2 separate regions of the Mus musculus genome follow, and region 2 is linked to region 1. Evidence: chromatin contacts called from public promoter capture Hi-C data. All regions are on one chromosome and are shown on one strand. The core of a region is the stretch at or near the end of the contact, and the rest is flanking DNA. Distances in the headings are between cores, read along the strand shown. Region 1 holds the start of Mcm3ap (minichromosome maintenance complex component 3 associated protein). Region 2 holds the start of Syde1 (synapse defective 1, Rho GTPase, homolog 1 (C. elegans)).

Region 1 (3,321 bases), core at 604-3,103:
ACGTAGAAACCCTCTTCTCTTCTTCTACATTTTGGTTAGACAAAGGAGAGGCAAAGGCAGGAGTATTACTAGTAACTGGTTTCGAAAAGATAAAACTTGAGCTAGTCACCGAACTATTTGTCACCTGTGGGAAAGAAAAAGGGGTCAGGCCTCCAGACCCGCTACCAACGGGATGGGAAAATGTAAAAAATCCAGAAGAAATCTGGCTCTGGGTTTTTTCTGGCTCTGACTCAGGCCCCGGTATCGGTTTGAAGACTGCATTTTCCAGAGGTTTAAACTTGAATTCCGTCTTCCGAAAGCCAGAACCTGCTACTTCTCCGGTTTCTGGCCCAAAAGTAGCGCCACTTGGGAAAACCCCAACACTAGAGGTTGACTTAAAGCTGAATGCCGTATTGCCGGGCACAGAGGAACTCGAAGTAGCTGCGAAAGAAGGTGTGGATTCGAGACTAGAGAAGAGTCCCACACTTGAGGTTTGGGTGAGTCCAAATGCTGGCAAGGAGGAAGAATGGCTTCCTCCAGAGGGTGTTGCAAAGCTTGGTACTTGTGAAAACGCCAGGCTCTTGCTGGGTGTGCTGTTCTGTCCAAAAAGGGAAGGCTGGCCAAATCGAAATGGTGATTTAGTCTGATATGTTCCCGTGGTGCTGGAAGATACCGCAAAAGCACTGGGCTGCTGCCCTCCGAAGGGGTTCACCGGGTGCATCTTCAAGCCAATTATCTGAAGGCAATAAATATGGACTATACACAAGTAGCTCTCCTCTTTAAATTATCTGTTGCCAGGGGAAGCTCTCCTTCATCCTCAGGATGACCTGGAAAAAAAAAAAAAGGTTAGGACATCACAGCATATTTTGCTCCAACTCTTAAATCACAGAAATTCTAAGACAATTATTTAAAAGGCAAGGGCACAACGGGCCGCCGACCACTCACAGATCAACAGGTTTTGGACACAGGGTATTAGAAATGGATTATGGTGTAAGGGAGGTTTAAAGATTTTTTTTTCTTTTTCTTTTCATTAAAGACAAGGTCTCGTAAAACGGGCTTGGTGGCGCATGCCTTTAATCCCAGCACTCGGGAGGCAGAGGCAGGCAGATTTCTGAGTTCAAGGCCAGCCTGGTCTACAAAGTGAGTTCCAGGCCAGCCAGGGCTATACAGAGAAACCCTGTCTCGAAAAACCAAAAAAAAAAAAAAAAAAAAAAGACAAGGTCTCGCTTAGCCCAGGCTTGCCTCAAGCTTACTACAATCAAGCACAACCTTAAGTTCCTTTCTTCTGCCTCGGTCTCCCTTCTGCTGGGACCACAGGTGTGCTCCAGCAGGCTTAGGTGAAGCCTGATCCGTTATGATTAAAATAAAAATGCAAAGCATTTTATTCAATTGATACCTTCTCGGGGAAAAAACAAGCAAACAAACAAACAAACAAAACCTCAGTAATAAGACGGGAACACATCACTTATCAGATTCTTGCGATCTCCAAGGCAAAATAAATAAATAAATAAATAAAAACACAAAAACCGTAATTTAAAATGTTACTGCTTTGGGTTCCTACCATCTCATTTTTCTCCCGGTAACTCGAACTTGCGATGCCCTGGTCTAGAAATAATAGCTTTTTATCCCCGATGCTTAACACTCCGGAAGCCGGCCGCTAGGTTAACAGACGCCTTCGAGCGAAGACTAGTGAAGGCCTTCAGCAACTCGGCAAAGACACAAGGGACAGCGGAGGCCGCGGAGGGAGGAGCAAGTCCGCCAGATACGGCCACTGTCGCCAGCGCTTGTGCTCGCCCACAGTCTGCGTGCAGCCTCTACCGGGCCCACCGCACCGCAACAAACCGGCCACTGGAGCGGGCTCTTGGGTGTGCGCTACGGACATCAAATTTGTAGGACCAACTTCCGGTCCTCCGCATCCGGCTTCCGCTCTCTGGGGTGTGCTGCTGCTGATCTTCCGGCAGGCGGCCCGCCAGACCCCCGACCTTCTTCACGGTCGGATTCGGTAAGTGCACGGCGATCCCGCATTGTGCGGCGTGGAAGCCCCTCGTTCGTGCGTGGATCCTCCAGCCTGAGTGCCCGAGAGACGCTGGACCCACAGCGACCCCATTTGCTCACCCACACTCATCCTCACCTGGTCCTGCACCATTGCAACCGCCCCAAACCACTTGCCTTATTCTGCACGTTGTGCCCAGTCTACCCTGTTTATTAGTTTCCTAGGGTAAATAAAGGTGATTTCCCTTAGCATTGCCACCAGATAAATCCCATCAAATAAAGTTTTATTGTGAGCGCGTGTGTGTTTTTACATAACTTATCACTCTCTAGTAGTTACGGGTCTTTTCTCGAACTTTAACCACAGGTTCCTTCCAACCATTTTTTTTTTTTTTTAAAGGGCTGGGTGTTCTTCCCGAAATGAGTTTGGTGATTAAAAATCTGCAGCGGGTGGTCCCCATCAGAAGAGTGCCACTTCGCAGGAAGATGGATTTAGTCAGGAGTATCTTAGGAGTGAAGAAATTTGACCTGGGGATCATCTGTGTTGACAACAAGACTATTCAGAACATTAATAGGATCTACAGGAATAAAAATGTCCCAACTGACGTGCTTTCTTTCTCATTTCATGAGGTAAATATGTATACCTCATATTTAAAATAAATATATATGTATGTATATATGTTCTTCTCGTACAGCTTACCTTCCTTCCAGAATAGTTCCTGTTAATTACATTACAGATCTGGTTATCTTTGATTTTGAAGTTTTCTGGAAATGCACTGAAGTCTAGCCTGGTGTGACTGTGCATGCCTTTAATCCCATCTATCCAAGAGGCAGAGGCAGTCGAATCTTTGTGAGTTCAAAGCCACCTTTGGTCTGCCTGGTTAGTTTAAGGCCAGACAAAAGCCACATAAGAAGCCCCTTTCTCAGCCGGGTGGCAGTGGTGGCACACACCTTTAGTCCTAATGCTTGGGAGGCAGAGAAAAGCAGATCTCTGAATTCAAGTCCACCCTGGTGTTACAGAGTGATTAACAGGACAGCCAGGGCTACAAAGAGAAACTCGGTCCAAAAAAAAATCCTCTCTATCTCAAAAACAAGCAAATAAAAAACAGAAATGAAGCAATATGACATAGACCCATTAAGTATGTCTAGCCCTAAACATCACAATTCCTCTATGCAGGGACCACTCTCACTAACTCAGTGCCCTCAGGAAATTCAAATAAGAGTGTCTGCAGTTTTAAGTGTACCTCAGTAGTAAATGCTTGGACAGAAAAGTAAAAACTGGTAAGCATTATCAACAGATTCCCTTGCGATAGATAGCTACAAGGAACCACATTGTCTAAATAGCTTCCCCCA
Region 2 (3,321 bases), core at 469-2,968, 2.1 Mb before region 1:
TAAATGTATGCCTGCATCTGTATCTGTTCCTGTCTGTCCACCTGTTTGGTATGAGCTCTGTATGTGTGTGGGGGGGGGGAGAGAGAGGGGGGGGGAAGTGTTTTACTCTATATGGATTGAACAGCACATAATGGGATACTTTACAGAAGTCTTTAACAGAGTTTTACAAGGGATTAAATTGCTAGCTCCATCTGTCTCTAATTGACACAGATAACAAGCATCACTGTTTATCAACTAATTTCTGTAAATGGATACTTTCGACGTTTTTTTGGTAGAAAGTTGCTTCTGCTTCTGCAAGTGTTGCTTTCGTGTGCATTATCTGAGTGAGGGGCCGGGAAGAGTACCTAATCTAAGAGTCCAGGTATGCATTACATTATAGGTTGTAAGAAGTTGATTGCATGGGAAATCCAAAACAAGTAGAGTTGATTGCTACATTGTTCTCTTACTCAATGAGTACATAGGAGGCTAGCAGTCGTGGGTGACTTCCAGGTGTGGTATTATCTCTGGCTGTAAGGTCTAGCAAAAGTTCCAGTCTCTTAGAATGTACTAGATCTTTTCAAACTATTGCAGCACCACAGTTTCTCCTCCCACATGTGCCTGGATAAGCAAAGCTGGGCAGGTCTTCCTTCTACTCATCTGCACTCTTAACTTTTAGACGCCTGCATACCCACCAATTACCACAAAACTACTGAACTGGGAGGAAGCCAAGGACACAGAGGTGTCCACATAGGTGCTTAGTCCACTATCCCAGTGGAGGTCCAGCCTGTGTCTGGCACCAGTTAAGAGACCTGAACTTTAGTTGTGCCACAGTTCATGTGTTGAAAGTTTAGTCCTCTATGTGGCCCTGTTAATAGGCTAGTCATGGTGAAAGGAGCCTATCGGCGGGAGTTGGCCTTCAGAAGACGGTTCTGTGAGACCAAATTAGCAGTTAAAAGTGCTTGTTTCCCAGCCGTTTCTGGGCACCCACACACACACCCCGATCCATGTGCCATACACACAGAAGCACACACATATTCATAATAAAAAGTAAACTTAAGTTGTAAGAATCAGCCCAAACCTAAGATTTTTTTTTCTCTTCCTGTCTTAAGGAGTGCTGCTAGGACATCAACATGAACTCAGTCTACTTTAGAAAGTTGTCCAGCCTCCGGTATTTCAGTACTAAATAAAAAATAATAATACAACCTCCGATTTCACCACTTACTTTCGAGATACACCTATCCTTGCTGTGTTCTCGACTGAGTAGAGATCAGCAGACTGCATCGTCTATATCGCGTCCATGTTCCTGACAGTGAGCATCCCGGCTGTCTGAAACCACTAAGCTTGAGGGTCAATAAGCAGCAATAGTAACTTGAGTTGGGGGCATTTGGGGTTCCCAAGGAAAGATCGTGGTCGAGGTACTGGGTGATGTGGGGATGGATGGACGGACAGGAGGAAAGACATGAGCTGATGTGTGCCTTGGATGCGGTTTGGGGGAGCCGACAGAATGTGCTGCATGCCATCACACAAGGAGGATGGTTATGGGGGGCCCAGCCTATGCCATGACATTCATAGTTGAAGAGTTAGATCAGCCCAGCACCCCATCATGTCCCCTCCCGGCCCCAGGCGACTACATCTCCCAGCATCGCCTGCTCGGGCCGCGGGAAAGGAAAAGAAAAAAAAAAAAAAAAAGTTAAGGCCAAGCATTCCCGGAATGCGCTTCCTGCTGGAGCGGGCCGGTGGGGGGGGGGGGGTAGGCGGGCGGGGCGGGCGGCCGCAGCCCCGGGGCGCGCACTCGGCCGGCCGCGGCCCAAGCATGGCCGAGCCGCTGCTCAGGAAGACCTTCTCCCGCCTGCGGGGTCGTGAGAAACTTCCTCGAAAAAAGTCAGAAGCCAAGGACCGCGGTGAGTGCGGGGACTCTCGGAAAGTAAGAGAAGGGAGCCCCACTCAGCCTCAGATCCCCAGGTCCCCGGTAGGGTACGCAGCGGGACCTAGTGGGTAAGCCGGGAGCGAGCCCTGATGCAAGAGAGGAATATGCACCGGATCTTTGTAAGGCTGGGGGGCTGGGGCGGGGGGCACGGACCGTTATGTGCAGCTGGCCTGAGATGCCAGCCCCAGGGATCCTTGCAAGGCCCCGCAGGGGGGCCTCACCCCTGACAGGAAATGGGGCCTCGAAGGGGCGCCCAGAGAGTGGCGGGGCAGGGGCGGGAGGTGAGGACAGCTGTGTGGCATCGACATGGCTGGGTGGTGGGCACCTCTCCTGGGTACACACTCCTGTACTAAAGAGAGGTCGTGCGGGGTTATATTTATTATTGCAGTCTTTTCCCCAATTCCATGCCACCATCGCTCCAGAGGCTGCAGCCGCACCTACTGTGGCCAGCCCCAAGAAACCGTCCTGTTTATTAAGACAGAGAAACTGAGGCACGTGGTTGTTGGGTGATTTGTCCCGGGCCTGTGAACTGACTTTAAACAATCCTCTGGACTATGCTACTGATGACAGAGACCTGAAACAGAGGGCCAAAGGGTGGAAATAGAAGATCCTTAAATCTGGGGGTCCACAGACAGCAAGAATGAAATGGAAAGGAACGAAAGCTGTATGGGTAGGGGGCTTCGGAAGGAAGCAGTTAAAGGAGGGAGGCCACTATACCAAGGACCTGACTCTTCCTCCCGGGCCGTTCCCAGGGCATCCCAAGGGTCCCAGGGCCAGAGAAGGGATCCGGGTGCCCACACATAAACACACACAGGAAATCGACCATGATGTCAGAGAAAGTAGAGCCAAGATAAGGGGGGCGGGGTAACGGGGCACTGACTGTAGAAATCTGGCTTGGGCTGAGGGGCAAGATCCAAGAGAACTTGTGGGCAGGATTTGGGAAATGGGAAAAGGGTGCTGAATGAAAAAGAAACCAGCGTTCCCTGCCCTGCCTTCCCAGCAGCAGCTACTAGGGCCTTGAGCAGGGCTACAGATCCTATTGTCTAAAGTTGCTTCTCACACTGAGCTCCAAGCTGGAAGGGGGTCGAGAAGAGAATATGATAATACTGAATCTCCTCATAAACAAGACATGGAGCATCAGGAAAAATGCCTTGCTCAAGGCCACTCAATGAGAAGGGGCAGGCGTAAGATTCTAGGATTAATGGAATGTCTGGGAGAGGGGTGACAGAGCCGAAATGTCCTGAGGTTCCAAGGACATTTGACCTGGACTCTTGAGGCTGATTCACAGTCCCTTTTGCATTACTAGGGGCTAGGGCAGGGGACCTTGAAGCTAGGACTGCAAAAGTATTAGCTAGCTGCTAGGACCAAACAAAACAGCTGGTTCCAAAGGAGGCAGTGGCTCCAGGCTAGCAAAG

The links. Promoter capture Hi-C pulls out the DNA fragments that hold promoters and counts their contacts.
Region 2: a contact with region 1 is called in a promoter capture Hi-C map of pre-B cells. The contact joins the promoter of Syde1 here to the promoter of Mcm3ap in region 1. A contact is called at or near these places in 1 of 39 promoter capture datasets (pre-B cells) and 1 of 9 other capture datasets (liver).

The regions. Positions count from the first base shown.
Region 1 is chr10:76,467,434-76,470,754 of GRCm38.p6, reverse strand. It overlaps Mcm3ap (minichromosome maintenance complex component 3 associated protein), which reads right to left and starts at 1,853. Exons shown (of 29, transcript NM_019434.3): 1 at 1,541-1,853; 2 at 1-806. The coding sequence starts at 700. Ybey (ybeY metallopeptidase) reads left to right here and starts at 1,641. Exons shown (of 5, transcript NM_172550.4): 1 at 1,641-1,981; 2 at 2,369-2,598. The coding sequence starts at 2,389.
Region 2 is chr10:78,590,361-78,593,681 of GRCm38.p6, reverse strand. It overlaps Syde1 (synapse defective 1, Rho GTPase, homolog 1 (C. elegans)), which reads left to right and starts at 1,718. Exons shown (of 8, transcript NM_027875.1): 1 at 1,718-1,880. The coding sequence starts at 1,793. Gm30346 (a long non-coding RNA gene) reads right to left here and starts at 1,641. Exons shown (of 3, transcript XR_380602.2): 1 at 1,202-1,641.